Linked DNA regions of Mus musculus: region 2 is linked to region 1. A link is a contact called in public Hi-C data. All regions are on one chromosome and are shown on one strand. Each heading gives the region's core, a stretch centred on a gene start, on an enhancer-like site or on the middle of the called end of the contact. The rest is flanking DNA. Distances are from core to core; before and after follow the strand shown. Region 1 holds the start of Gm32640 (a long non-coding RNA gene). Region 2 holds the start of Crhbp (corticotropin releasing hormone binding protein).

Region 1 (6,464 bases), core at 2,292-4,791:
AGTTCCTCCCCAAATCATTTAGGAACCAGACCAGATCAGGGATCAATCAGAGCCCCAAAACAAGTCTGGTGTGTCTAACCTCTGGCCAGAATGAGGCTGGCAAAGGGCCCATGGGCATCTCTGGCATTTAGCCAGGAAGAAAGAAAGGAAGAAAGAAAGAAAGAAGAAAAGAAATGAAAGAGAAGAGAAAGAAAAGAAAAGAAAAGAAAAGAAAAGAAAAGAAAAGAAAAGAAAAGAGAAAAGAAAAACACGAAAAAGACATGGGTTATTTTTCTTTTGGGTCTTTTTTCCCCTGTGCTGCCTAGCCAGTTTCTAGTTCTTCTCATCTTTACAATAAAGCAGAGAAAGGAAGGAGGGCAAGGAGCTGGCCAGCTACTGAGCTGTGTTAAATCATCCATCACACAAAGGAGTGAAAGGCAAATAACTTAATCCTGGAAACCATCTGTGTCCTGAAAATAAACCGGAGCTTAGGAGAGCGAGGACTGAGTAACGCAGGCTAAAGTGGGAACACCACTAATCCGTCTAAAGCACGGAATGCAGAAGGTCTATAGGAAGCTTCAACTTCTTACCACTGAAAGAAACAAAAGGAGAGAGAGAGAGAGAGAGAGAGAGAGAGAGAGAGAGAGAGAGAGAGAGAGAGAGAGAGAGAGAGAGAGAGAGAGAGAGAGAAAAGGATGGACACAGGCTACCTCCGCTGGATGACTCAGGAAATCAATTTGTCTCCAGATGATTGCTTCCGAATGCAGGGATGGTATGGGCATTAGTCATCTCGACAGCGACCCCGTGTGAAGGCGTAGTAATGAGGTAGCTGCCCCACCCTCAACCGCCGGGTGGGAAAGTTCTGGTGAAACCCACGTAATGGTCTCGGATCGGCTCTTCCGTGAAAGAGATGCCGCACAGTGAAACTGAGGCTGGAGTGGCTCCAAACATGTGCTTCCTGTTGTGTCTCGTTGCTGCTAAGGAAGGGAGCGCTGGGATAAACAGAGCAGACGCTCGCTCACATCTGGCGAGGAAGGTCCCAGATGTGGGATATCACTGGCAGTAAGTCAGAACTGTTTGTCTCAGTCCAGCAGGGGCTGGCAGGGCTTGTATCACGGGAGGCATGGGGCCCCTGAGTGCCTGACCTGTCTTTAATCGAAGACAGGTGCTCTCCAGGCCTGGATACATCCCTAAGAGTGCTTGATTTGGGAGCAAAGGCATGGAGAGTGAGACCCTCACCCAGCTTATAACCCAGATGTGTAGATAAACCACACTCAGGAAGCACTAAGAACCAAACCTAGGAAAATTTCTGTGCTGATACCAAACAGGCATGAAACTGGAGTGCTTATGATCACAGGCTGAACCCTGTGTGATGGCGCACACCTTTAATCCCAGCACTCAGGAGGCAGAGGCAGATAGATCTCTGTGAGTTTTAGGCCAGCCTGGCAGTGTGTTCCAGGATAGCTGAAGCTACATAGCCAGACCCTGTCTCAAAACAAAACCAAAAAGAACCACTGGCCATGTCATGATACAGGCCTGTGACTACAACATTTGAGAGGCGAGATTGCATGTTCCAGGTTAGCCTGGTCTACGTAGGAGATTCTGCTCAAAATCAACAAAAACCAAATAAACAACAGTAAATACAAGAACTAATAATCTCTTTTCTCAAGTTCAAGTTTCTTAGGATTTGAGAAGGATGGCTTTTAGCCATATTTATTTTGTTGGTGGGACTTGCTGTTCAATTAGTCAACAAAATCACCTCAGATCCCAGGCTTCTGGGGGATATGAAAATGTCTATTCACCTCGCTAGAGACAGGGCCTGTAGACCAGAGTTGGTCAAGTCCAAACTGTGGGTATACGTTTATTTGCCTTGCTTGCAAGAGCACGAACTAGTCACACTTACATAATTACTCCCGGCAGCGGGGCATGGCGGGGGCAGGCAGGCAGGACTGGTGATTAGATCTCAGGGGGAGAGTCTTGTGGGGGGTCTTATGACCTTCCCTCTCCTCTTTCAAGAGGAAATCAAGACACAGCACAGCCTAGCTGTTGTTTATCTGCTTTGTTGCTAAGACAACAGGCTCTGTGAGGTCTCCCATGCACAGCTGCTCTGCTTCCCTATGTCAAGCTCAGAAGAAATGGTTGTTCCGTGGAAGCTCGGGGTCTCTGAAGTTAAAGGGGTTTGGCAGTTCAGCCGTCAAAACCTGACCGGAAAAAAGAAACTGTCAGCCCGCAGGGCGGTGAGGCAGGTGTGTGCCCCTGGCTGGCTTTGCTGCAGCGGTTCATCCATCCATTCATTCATGCAATTAATGGAGATTGAGTGTCTCCTTGGAGACAGGATGGGGGCGGACCTGAAGCCAGTACCTACCTGGAAGAGCTTATAGCCAGTCTAAAGCTCGAGAGGGTTAGGGCCGTGGGATCTCAGCAAGATACTGGTTAGCGAGTAGAGTGTTGAGGCTTGGAGCCCAGGGAAGATATCTCAGCCAGAGTGAAGACTACAGCGTTCAGAGAAAGGCGGCCATCACCATGGCCCAGGAATGCCGCAAGAAGTGGGGCAGACTTGTGTGGCCCATGTCACAGCAAAGAGCCACTTCCGTCTGCCAGATTGGGGTCCCTACCTCTTATTCATAGGTTAATCTCCTCCTCAGCCTCTTTCTCATCACTTTCTTCATTCCCGTGTTCCTTCTTTCTCTTTCCCATCAGTCATTTCCTTTGATAGCTTTCCCCACCTTGTTTACTGTAGTCTCACCCAACGGTCTCCCAGTAGTGACCAGGAAAACAGTAAGACAACAGTTGACTCTGACTGAAAGTTGAGAGGACAGAAAGGGGTTTGTCAAGAGAACATTTTTGATAGTCTCCTCTGTATTAATTCTCTCAAGCTGTATAAGGCCTTCCAGCCCCCACACCCCCTGCCTGGGTTTGCCACTGTGTGAGACACAACTGGTGTCTAAAAGGCAACCGTGGGAAAGGCTGATCTTCCTTTACCAAGCAAGCGTGTACTGACGTTTGCTTAGGCAGAGAGCACCTGGAGAGGGAATGCCTGTGGATCAGTACTCCGGGTTTTTAAGGTTTCAGCAGGTTTCTGGCTTTTGCCCAATGTAAGTGGAATTCCAACGTGTTTGCTAATGTATCACTGTAATGAATGATGAAATGGGAAACGTGTCCTCACACCATTCTCTCAAATACACTTGAAAAACACAACATGTCTGAGAAAGATCAATGATCTTAACACCCTGAAATGATCACAGCAAATTGGTTTTTGCTGCCTAACAACCAAGTTCTCTGGCTCTCAGCAACAAACGCTATAATCTTTCGGAGGCCCTCAGGCCTGCCGTGGCTCTGAGGCTGGGCTCTGCTGGGCTCTGCTGGGCTGGGGTCCAGGCTGTGGGGGAGGTTAGATGGTGCTGCATGTCTTCTCCTTTCCTCAGACTGGAAGCTCCTGGGAGATAGTTTTCCTCATGGAAGATCACAGGAATGTAAAAGGGCAAGCAGAAAACCGGATGTGTCTTCATAGCTTCCCCTGGACTAAGTAAATGTATTGTGAATTCCAGCACATTCCGTGGTCCCCATTGAGTCATCACACCCCACCCAGGGCCGCCTGCGAAGCGCATTCCCTGGCCCACTCTATTGAACCACCAGTTCCCACAGCAGCAAAGAATGGAGAACAGTCATCTAATCTACCACAGGTGCAGTACATCTGTCCAGTCTTTGTTATGTGGCTTGTACAAGGCTACATCATGACCTAAGAGTGAGTTTATGCTCGGTGTGGTTCACACCTGTGATCCCTCCCCTCCCGAAGAGGAGGAGGCTCGGGAACCAGGAGTTCAAGACCAGCCTCAGCTACAGTGACCCTGTCAAAGCAATAGTAGCAAGGGTTGGCCTTTTTAAAAAATAGAATCATACCCATTGTATTTTTCTATGTTTAACCTTAAGCATGTATGTATGTGCATGTGTGAGTGTGCATATATGCATGTGTGTATACAGTATACTCGTGAGTGTGCATATATGCATGTGTGTATATAGTATACTCGTGAGTGTGCATATATGCATGTGTGTATATAGTATACTCGTGAGTGTGCATATATGCATGTGTGTATATAGTATACTTGTGGCAATGAGAAGATGCTTTGGGAGTGTTTGTTCTCTCTTCTACCAGTGAGCTCTGGGGATTGAACTCATGTCTCAGAGCTTGACAGTAAGCACTGTCTCTGCCACCATCTCTGTGGTCCGACCTTCCCCAATCTTTCTCTCGTGTTCTCCTTCCTCATTCAGATTCTTTTCTTCATTCCCACCTGCCTTCTTCTTCCATTCCCTCTGTTCCTTCCTCTCTTTTCCCGGGGTTCCTTCTCCACCATCTTGAGTTTTCTATCCACCCTTTCCCTACTGTGTCCTATAAGGAATAGAGAAAGCAGACAAGCAGAGAAGCAAATCATTTTTAACATTCATTCTTCACATTTCAGAAACCCAGTAGAATAAAACAATATGATGCAGAAGCAAAAACTTCCCAGGACCTGGAATATAACAAAGAGCTAGAAGCATCGCTTTCTGGAGGTGCGCCATGTTGCCGTAAGTGGGTAATGACTTTACTAACACTAGAGTTCTTTCTTTCCTTCTTTCTCTCTCTCTTTCTTCCTTCCTTTCTCTTTCTTTCTTTCTCTCTCTCTCTCTCTCTCTCTTTCTTTCTTTCTTTCTTTCTTTCTTTTATATAAGTACACTGAAGCTGTCTTCAGAAACACCAGAAGAGGGCATCAGATCCCATTACAGATGGTTGTAAGCCACCATGTGGTTGCTGGGATTTGAACTCAGGACCTCTGGAAGAGCAGTCAGTGCTCTTAACCACTGAGCCATCTCTCCAGCCCCTGATTTCTTTAAAAAACACAGAAATATTATAAGAATGTGCGTTTCTTTTAATCCCAGGTGTAGGGATGTGAGGCTGTTTCCAGAACGTCCGCAGCAGCTGACCGTGATTTGTCTCGTGCTCTAGCAGAGGCATGGTTTTTCCAGCTGCAGATAATTTTTGTGACTGTGTGATGTTTGGATATCTGGGAATTTTTCAAAGGGTACATAAATGTGAGGGTCCTGAGAGACAAGGTGGGTGGTCATTGGTTGTTTAGGAAGGTTGGTTGAGGTTTGGCATAGTCAAAGATAAAACAAAAAGGAAGATATTAGATTCGGGGATCTCTTTCATCTAGTGTTAGGGGTTGAAATGGGAGTATGGTTACTTTTGTGTCACTTAAGAGAATGCCTGGTGGAAGCTACTCATATAAGATTTATTTGGGTTATGGTGTCAGAGGCTTGCAGTGGTCCACTATGGCAGGGAAGGCATGGCCATTCATGATGATAGAGGTGTGTGTCTGAGGTGTTCACATCATTTACAGATCAGGAAACAGACAGTGAGACTAGCACAAGGACCAGGTATAACCTTCAAAACCCTCTCTTAGTGACTGACTTCTGACAGCCAGGCCCCACCTTCTAAATAGTTGACAGTCAGCTTGGACTGACTGTCCAAGCTTTTCAAACATGTCCCTGTAGAGGAGAATTTCAGATTCAAAGATGCCAGAGTTATTTTGTATCTTTTTTCTCTACTACCTCAGCCTCTTTCTTCCTCAGTGTGGATCTAAGTGCTTCATAATTGCCTGGCTGTCTTGTCTCCCATATCACAATGAGGATCTCCAGGTTAGGAGTGACATTCATCGTGTCTACTGTTGTATGCTCAACCTGCCATGGAGTATCACATAGTGAGTGACTGAATACATGAACCAGACTCATGACTATGCCCTATTCACTTTCTGTGTAGGTGGACATACTGTTTCATATGTTCAGTAAATCAGTAAGTTCTTTACTTGATAGATGAAGACATTAATCATCAAATTACTAATTTAGCAGACACCGATATATATATATATATATATATATATATATATATATATATATATATATATATGTATGTATGTATAACTCTCCATGTATAAGTCTCTTCAGTCTTCCCTGATGATATCTTTGGACATCACCCATGTATAACAGCTTCCAGAAGAGAGTCATGGTTGGTAATGGACTGTCTGCTTTCATTTTGTAAAACTAACATAGAATTAATTCACTTGCAAAATGGGTGTTTGTAAAACTAACATAGAACTAATTCACTTGCAATATGGGTGTTTGTGAGGGTGATTTTATTCATAGACTCACATTTTATATTGCATAATTTTTAGATAGTACTGTCTTTTAGAATAGCTACACAAGGAACTAAATATATCATCCACGGAGTCAGCATTGCCTTTCAATGTTTTATCTATTATTAAGTTACTCTGATTTGCTTAGTCTAGGCTCTGTTATTTAGAATTGTGTTAATTATGTATGAACTTAAACAATGTTAACCCATGTATGGATTCAGACAGCCTCAAGAACTCGAGTGCTGGGCTGGAGAGATGGCTCAGTGGTTAAGACACACATCTTCTGGTGTGTCTGAAGACAGCTACAGTGTACTTATA
Region 2 (6,464 bases), core at 2,408-4,907, 100 kb after region 1:
TGGTTCCTTGCCTGCCAACTATTTCATATTGTTGCCGTAATATGTCTGTCCGTCATTGGCACAGAAAAATAACTTGACTCGGAGTAGGGGTCATGCTGACCACATACCCAGTTTTGTTCCATATGTTATAAGCTTTGTTAATCTTAAGAAATTCCACAACTATAAGCTTCCTGAAGGCCCCATCAAATTAAAGGTCAATATGAACTGTTATGTCTAAAATGACTTGAGTCAGGGTTGACCCCTGGGCAGCACTTCCAACATCTGTGTATGAGCTCCTTGTGTTTTTGTGTTTTTAGCCTTTATAAGCTGTCCCTGAGAGATGTCCAGCTTTGAGCTGTTGCCCTGGTCGATCGGTCTTGGGGATGTGCGTTCAGTAAGCCATTCCTGCTTAGCTGAAATTGGTGTTCATGTGGTTTATGGGTTGACTCTAGGGCTCCCACACAAGGTCCTGGTAATGCATGGTATTGGGAAGACCAGATGTCCACACACACAAGAATGAACTTGAAGTCTTATGCTACATCATTCACCAAAATAAACTAAAAATGGATCAATAACTTAAATGGAAGCTATTAAACTGTAAAACTACCAGAAAAATGGGAAAAGATTTACAATATTGACCTTTACAATGATTTCATAACTGTGACAACAAAAAACACAGGCAACAAAAGTAGAAATAAGATAAGCCATGGGTGCCGAATGAAATTTAAAAGTTTATGCACAGTAAGAGACTCAATCAATCCTGGAAAATAGTAAACCATTGGATGCTATAAAATACACAACTGTTCTGCTGATAATGCATTGATCACTACAATATATGAGAAATTCTATAAGGCAGAGCAAACAAAAACCTAATATCCAATAGGCTCGGGATTTTGTTGCTGTTATTTTTTTGAGACAGAGTTTCTCTGTATAGTCCTGACTATTCTGGAACTTACCCCGTGGATTAGGCTGGCCTTGAACTCAGAGATCAACTGTTCCTTGCCTCCTGAGTCCTGGGACTAAAAGCATGCAGACCCAGCTCAGATTTGAGATTTGAAGAGACATTTTCCCAAAGAATGCACATCAATGACCAATAATTATACAAAAAGATGATCAATATCACCGAAAAAAGCAAGGAAAGGCTCAGTGAGCCTTGACTTCGCACCTGTTGTGTGTCGAGATGGCTTTTATGAAGAAAGGGGAAGGAAGTCCCATTGCATACTAAATCTAGATGAGCCTCAACTGAAATAAGCCAGTCATAGATGGCAAATACTGCAGGATTCTGGCGGGTTCTTTGTTTATTATTTTTGCTTTTGAGCCAAGAGCTCTCTACATAGCCCTGGCTTTTCTGGAACTCATCCGCTATGTTAGACCTGGCTGGCTTCGAATTCACAGAGATCCCATGTCTTCCTCCCAAGTGCTTGGATTAAAGGTATGTGCTACCAATGCCTGACTAGGTTATTGCTATGTATCCCAAACTGGTTGGGAACTCTTGTGATTCCCAACCCTCTTGAGTACTGAGAGTTCTACTTATCCGAAGTTTCTAAAAAAAAAAGAGCCACCTTTGAGCAGCAGAAGGGAGAGCAATGGATGCCAGAGGTTGAGTCGGGGGTGGAATTGTTCATCTACACAGGTGAAATTCCAGATGTGCAGGGTGGATAAGCTCTAGAATCAGCAGGCTAGCACCATCCCTACAATCTGTACTGTGTCCTTGCTGAAATGCCTGTCAGGAACTAGAACTCATGCCATTTTCTCACTACAAGAAAATAAATAGCAACCAAATCAAACAACAAGTCTCTGTGAAAGCAAGCAGTTTTATTGATTTGGGCTATCGTAAGCCTTATTCCATGGTTCGTTTTCTCTCTCTCCCCTCCCCCTCCCCCTCCCCTCCCCTCCCCTCCCCTCTCTTATCCTCTCTCTGCCTCCTCAGTGCTGCCATTACAGTCACATGCCACTAAGACTAGCTTCATCTTGTTTCTTTAAAACCTTTTTTTAAAACCTATTTATTTGTTTCTGGGCTTGCTTGTTTGCACGCAAGCATGCAGAGAACATCGCTGTCCCTGTGCTGGCAGAGGTGGGGGTAGGGTGGGGGTAGGGTGGGGGTAGGTATGTATGTGAAGGGGTGGGCCAGAAAACAAGATGGTCTTGATAATGTTCACAAGTAACTTGGAGCTGAGGTGACACAGGTGCCAAACCCCCAAAGTGGAAAAGACGGTATTGGGCTGGACGTAAGTGTCGGGGTGAGCCCTGGGCTGGCCAAAGCCTGGTCTGCGCGGATGAGAGAGGAGGGTAGATCATGGTATGCCAGGTGAACGTGCCTGAAAATCTCTCTAGGGAGATAGTCCTGGAGATGGCTGGATGCCTGTAAGGCAGGCAGGCAGGCAGGCAGGCAGGCGATGTTAAGCTATTAAATTCTTTCCTTTCATTCCCCTCAGTGTTCCCTATCCCTGTCTGAAATTCAGATGCCTAAACAGTGGAGGATGCAGAGAAGGGCGTGGTGCCAGGGCTCATGAACTTGGTGTGTTCTTTCTGCTCTGTGGTCTGGTCTAAGGACTGTTTATAGCATTAGATCAGGAAAAGGAAGACCCCCCTGGTGTAAACCCTGAGACCCACCCCTGCAGATCTCAGTGTTGTCTCAAATAGGAAAACAACCAATTCTGACATCCTGACAGAATCCTAACAGATTTCTGTTTCTTTCAAGTGTTTTCGCCACAAATGTAATCCTTTTTCTTTCCTTAAAACCTTACGCTGTGGTCTTGAGTTCGAGTTTTCTAGCAGTGTTTACTGCCTGTTTTGAAGGGGTGGGGAAAACTGGAGGGGCTGTCTCTATACTGTCCCCAGCTCTGGACAAAAGCAGAAGCCATGGTCTTCTGCCAAATCGGCAAAAGTGAGCTTACACACCACTCCTGTGTGGATTCCCTCTCGTTCCACGGGAGCTGTGTGTGAGTTGTGGAAGCGTCAGCACGTTTCCCTCGGGTGAGTCAGAGTAACGCAGGTGCTGGGAGGAACGGCGTAGAGCGACTTTCTCTCAGTGGTTCATTGAGGCCGAAGTCCTGGCTACAGAGCACTGCCCAGGTGTCCAGAGCACCGGAAACGTACAGATCAGGGACAGCCCCTCTGACATCCAGAAGTCTGCAGATTCTTGCTCTTCATTAAGGAAAGGCCGATAAGAAGCGGGATCGGGATAAAGCAAGGGACAGGAAGCCCGGATTTTATTTCTGCAATATTCTATAAAATCAGGCTCTGTCAAAGTTTTGAGGCTGAAACCACCTCATATTTCTTCTGGAGGGGAATGATAGCCGTACTGATACTACGCTCTGGCCATTCCCATCAGAGTCCCATCCACAGTTATATGGCTAGGCCCCATGAGGAGGTCATATGTGTCTGACATGTCTGTCATTTGCTTTTATAAAACCAAAAGTTCCCCAGATATGTATAATGAATATAATGTAACGTTTTACAGGCCAAGTGAAAGGCTCTCCCCGAATCTCTCTGCCTCTGCCTCATTCTTTCGGCTATGCGTTCAGGTCACTAGGTCCTCGTGACTGAAGTGTCACTCTTGATGAATAATGCGGGGCCATGCTGAAATATTTGTGGCTGAGAGCTGGACCCTCGTCATTGCCACGCATTTTGTCACCGAGGCAGGGTAACCCATGGTAACTAAGCTCAGATCAGTTAAGGGGCAGAGAGCCTCCCCTCTACTGCTCTATAAAAGAGACCCAGCAAAGGGACCCTCGCTGCTTTGAGCTCTCAGTGTGGGCGAAGGTGTGGGAAGAAACGCCTAAGATCTCCGCAGCAGAGCACTCCAGCTGCAGACACAAGGCCAGCATGTCACCGAACTTCAAACTCCAATGTCACTTCATTCTGATCCTCCTGACAGCTCTAAGGGGAGAGAGCCGCTACCTAGAGGTGAGCCATCCTTTCTCGAGCTTAACACCTTTCTATCCCTTGAGTATTTAGCCAGGGACAGCAGACCAACTTTTGATCCTTTCTCCCTGGTTCACCTAGACAGCTTTCTCCGTGCCCCTGAGCATCCTAACTGCCTGCCTTTCTCTGGGCTGGGTACCCTAATCTGGTGGAAATAGTCTTCGACTCACGCATAAACTCTGAACTCAGGAGACATGCCCCACTGCCCCCTGCCCCATTTGCTTCTCTGAGCTGCAAAAAGGGCTCCCTGCTCCTGCTTCGCTTTCTTTCCCTCCCCCTGAACTTTTCCAGACGATCCACTTTCCTCTCCAGGTGCAAGAAGCCGCGGTCTACGACCCTCTCCTGCTCTTCAGTGCCAATCTGAAGCGGGACCTGGCAGAGGAGCAGCCGTACCGACGGGCTCTGCGTGAGTTGGGGCTGTCCAGTGTGTGGGTGCCCGGGAGGCGGGAGGCTAAGAACCTAGGACACAGGCTTGCAGGATATCTGGTCGGGGCGGGGGGGGGGGGGCTGGCTGGGACCCCTGGGTTGCAGCATCCACGCGGCTCCTTCCAAGCCAGAGCGAGGGAACCCAGTGCAGCCTAAGCTGGGAGCTCCAGGTTGGGGCGCGCTGCGGAGCCGGGGAATGGGGCGCGCTGAGAGCAGCTTCCCAAGACAGCTGGGAACCCCGGGCTCCATGCTCTCTCCCAGGGTGCCTGGACATGCTGAGCCTCCCTGGCCAGTTCACCTTCACCGCAGACCGGCCGCAGCTGCACTGCGCCGCCTTCTTCATCGGCGAACCCGAGGAATTCATCACCATCCACTATGACCTGGTCTCCATCGACTGCCAAGGCGGGGATTTCCTGAAGGTGAGGGGGTCCCCACTACTCGCGGCCCCAGCCCACGTTCCCCTAAGCGCGTCCATGTGGGGGACAACTAAACCTCTAAGTGCTCGAGTCTCAGAAACTCCCTGGGAGAGCCCCGGAGGCTGGATTCCTAGGAAGGGTCTAGCGCCAAACGCTGCAGGTCTAGCGCCCCTGGACGTCGATGGTTTAATTTCCCTTCTGTGCTCTCCCCAACTCCTGGGAACTTCCTAGCACTTGAACTTGCAGTGTGAGACGCTATGATGCAATCTGCGGCGTACAAAACATGGCAAAAATAATTAGCAGGAGCTCTCCAGGAGGGTTCGCTTGCGATCTGAGATCTGAACTCATTTTGTAATTCCAGGAGCCCGGGCTGATGGTGGTTTTGAAGTAGTGGGGCACTGGTTGGGAGAGGGATGCTGCCAGGAGGTAGAGCTTGAGAGAAGCAAGAAGAGGAAGAGAACTCCCAGCTCCACACATCCCATTTCAGCCCCCAGAGGCCACAGGATAGAGTTCTACCGCTCCAAGAAACATTCACATTTTAGATCTCCAAAACCACTGGTGAACCTGTCAAGCTTGTTAGAAATAATTTGCAACCCGGCAGTTGGTAATTGTGCTATGATGGACTCATTAAAATGGAGACCTGCGGTGATTTCTGAGAACCGGGTCAACTGACTTTGACCCTTTGTCCCAGGAGGCAAAGAGGAAGTCTTACATGGCTAACCAGGCAGCACTGCCAGATTTCAGCATTTAGAAATATTTTAAAAAGTAGCTTGAGGTGATGATATATACTAATATATATATTAATTAATATATAATAATATATTAATGTGAAGAGTGAGGCACTGGCAATGACACCTGCTGCTCTGGATCCCCCCACGCCCCTCCCCCCATCACTTTGACACAATCACCCTTTGTATCCCAAACTCACGGTGCTCCCCCTTAGCCTCTGTGGTACTGGGGTTACAATCACCCTCCATCATATCCAGGTTGGCTGTTGTTATTTATTCTTTGAGATCTGTTGTTGCCTGCATTTCACTGATTAGAGGAAAGCAGAAGCCAAATTGAAGTGAAATCCAAGCAGCGCTCCCGAGAGTTGATCTCATGTGGAAACGAATGAATAAAATCAGCGTCGTCTGTAGTTAATGCCCTTCTACCAAACTAGGTGATAAGGTATAAAAAAGTGTGCCAACTTAGCAGCCTGAAGGCTTATGCAGAAAAGATAGTGCTTGCAACCAAACTGCACAGTCTTAATAAATACCACTGAAAAGCAAGCAGGCTGTGAGTCCCGGCTGTGGCTTCCCCACTTAAAAACCGAAGGTTGTTAACGTCCCCTCTTTACAACACATTGTGATTTTAGAAGCTGGTGAAAGCGACTGTGTATGTCTGTACTGTTGTTGTTGTTGTTGTTATTATTATTATTATTATTATTATTATTATTATTATTATTATTATCATTTGAAGGTATTTGATGGTTGGATCCTAAAGGGAGAGAAATTCCCAAGTTCTCAGGATCACCCTCTGCCCACTATGAAGAGGTACACAGATTTCTGTGAGAGTGGTCTTACCAGAAGGAGCATCAGGTCTTCCCAGAATGTGGCCATGGTCTTCTTCCGGGTCCACGAACCAGGAAATGGATTCACGATAACCATAAAGACAGATCCCAACCTCTTCCGTAAGTAAACACGAGCAACAGACAGGACTCAGGTGGGGAGGCGG

What was found. Hi-C and Micro-C count contacts between places; a contact is called where the count stands out from the background.
Region 2: a Hi-C map of uterus shows a contact between it and region 1, with 2.3 times the contacts expected there. The contact joins the promoter of Crhbp here to the enhancer-like site in region 1. A contact is called at or near these places in 4 of 484 Hi-C or Micro-C datasets (the C2C12 cell line, embryonic stem cells, nephron progenitors and 1 more), 1 of 115 datasets of contacts at active chromatin or transcription factors (embryonic stem cells) and 1 of 9 other capture datasets (liver).

What each region holds. Positions count from the first base shown.
Region 1 is chr13:95,543,013-95,549,476 of GRCm38.p6, reverse strand. It overlaps Gm32640 (a long non-coding RNA gene), which reads left to right and starts at 658. Exons shown (of 3, transcript XR_382764.3): 1 at 658-1,041; 2 at 3,528-3,662; 3 at 4,437-4,607. Within about 2 kb of position 3,541, at least 33 of the 459 cell types and tissues checked have an H3K27ac peak or open chromatin away from gene starts, as enhancers often do. A contact at or near this core is called in the C2C12 cell line and uterus, where this site is marked.
Region 2 is chr13:95,442,024-95,448,487 of GRCm38.p6, reverse strand. Crhbp (corticotropin releasing hormone binding protein) reads left to right here and starts at 3,657. Exons shown (of 7, transcript NM_198408.3): 1 at 3,657-3,888; 2 at 4,219-4,312; 3 at 4,594-4,751; 4 at 6,210-6,420. The coding sequence starts at 3,808.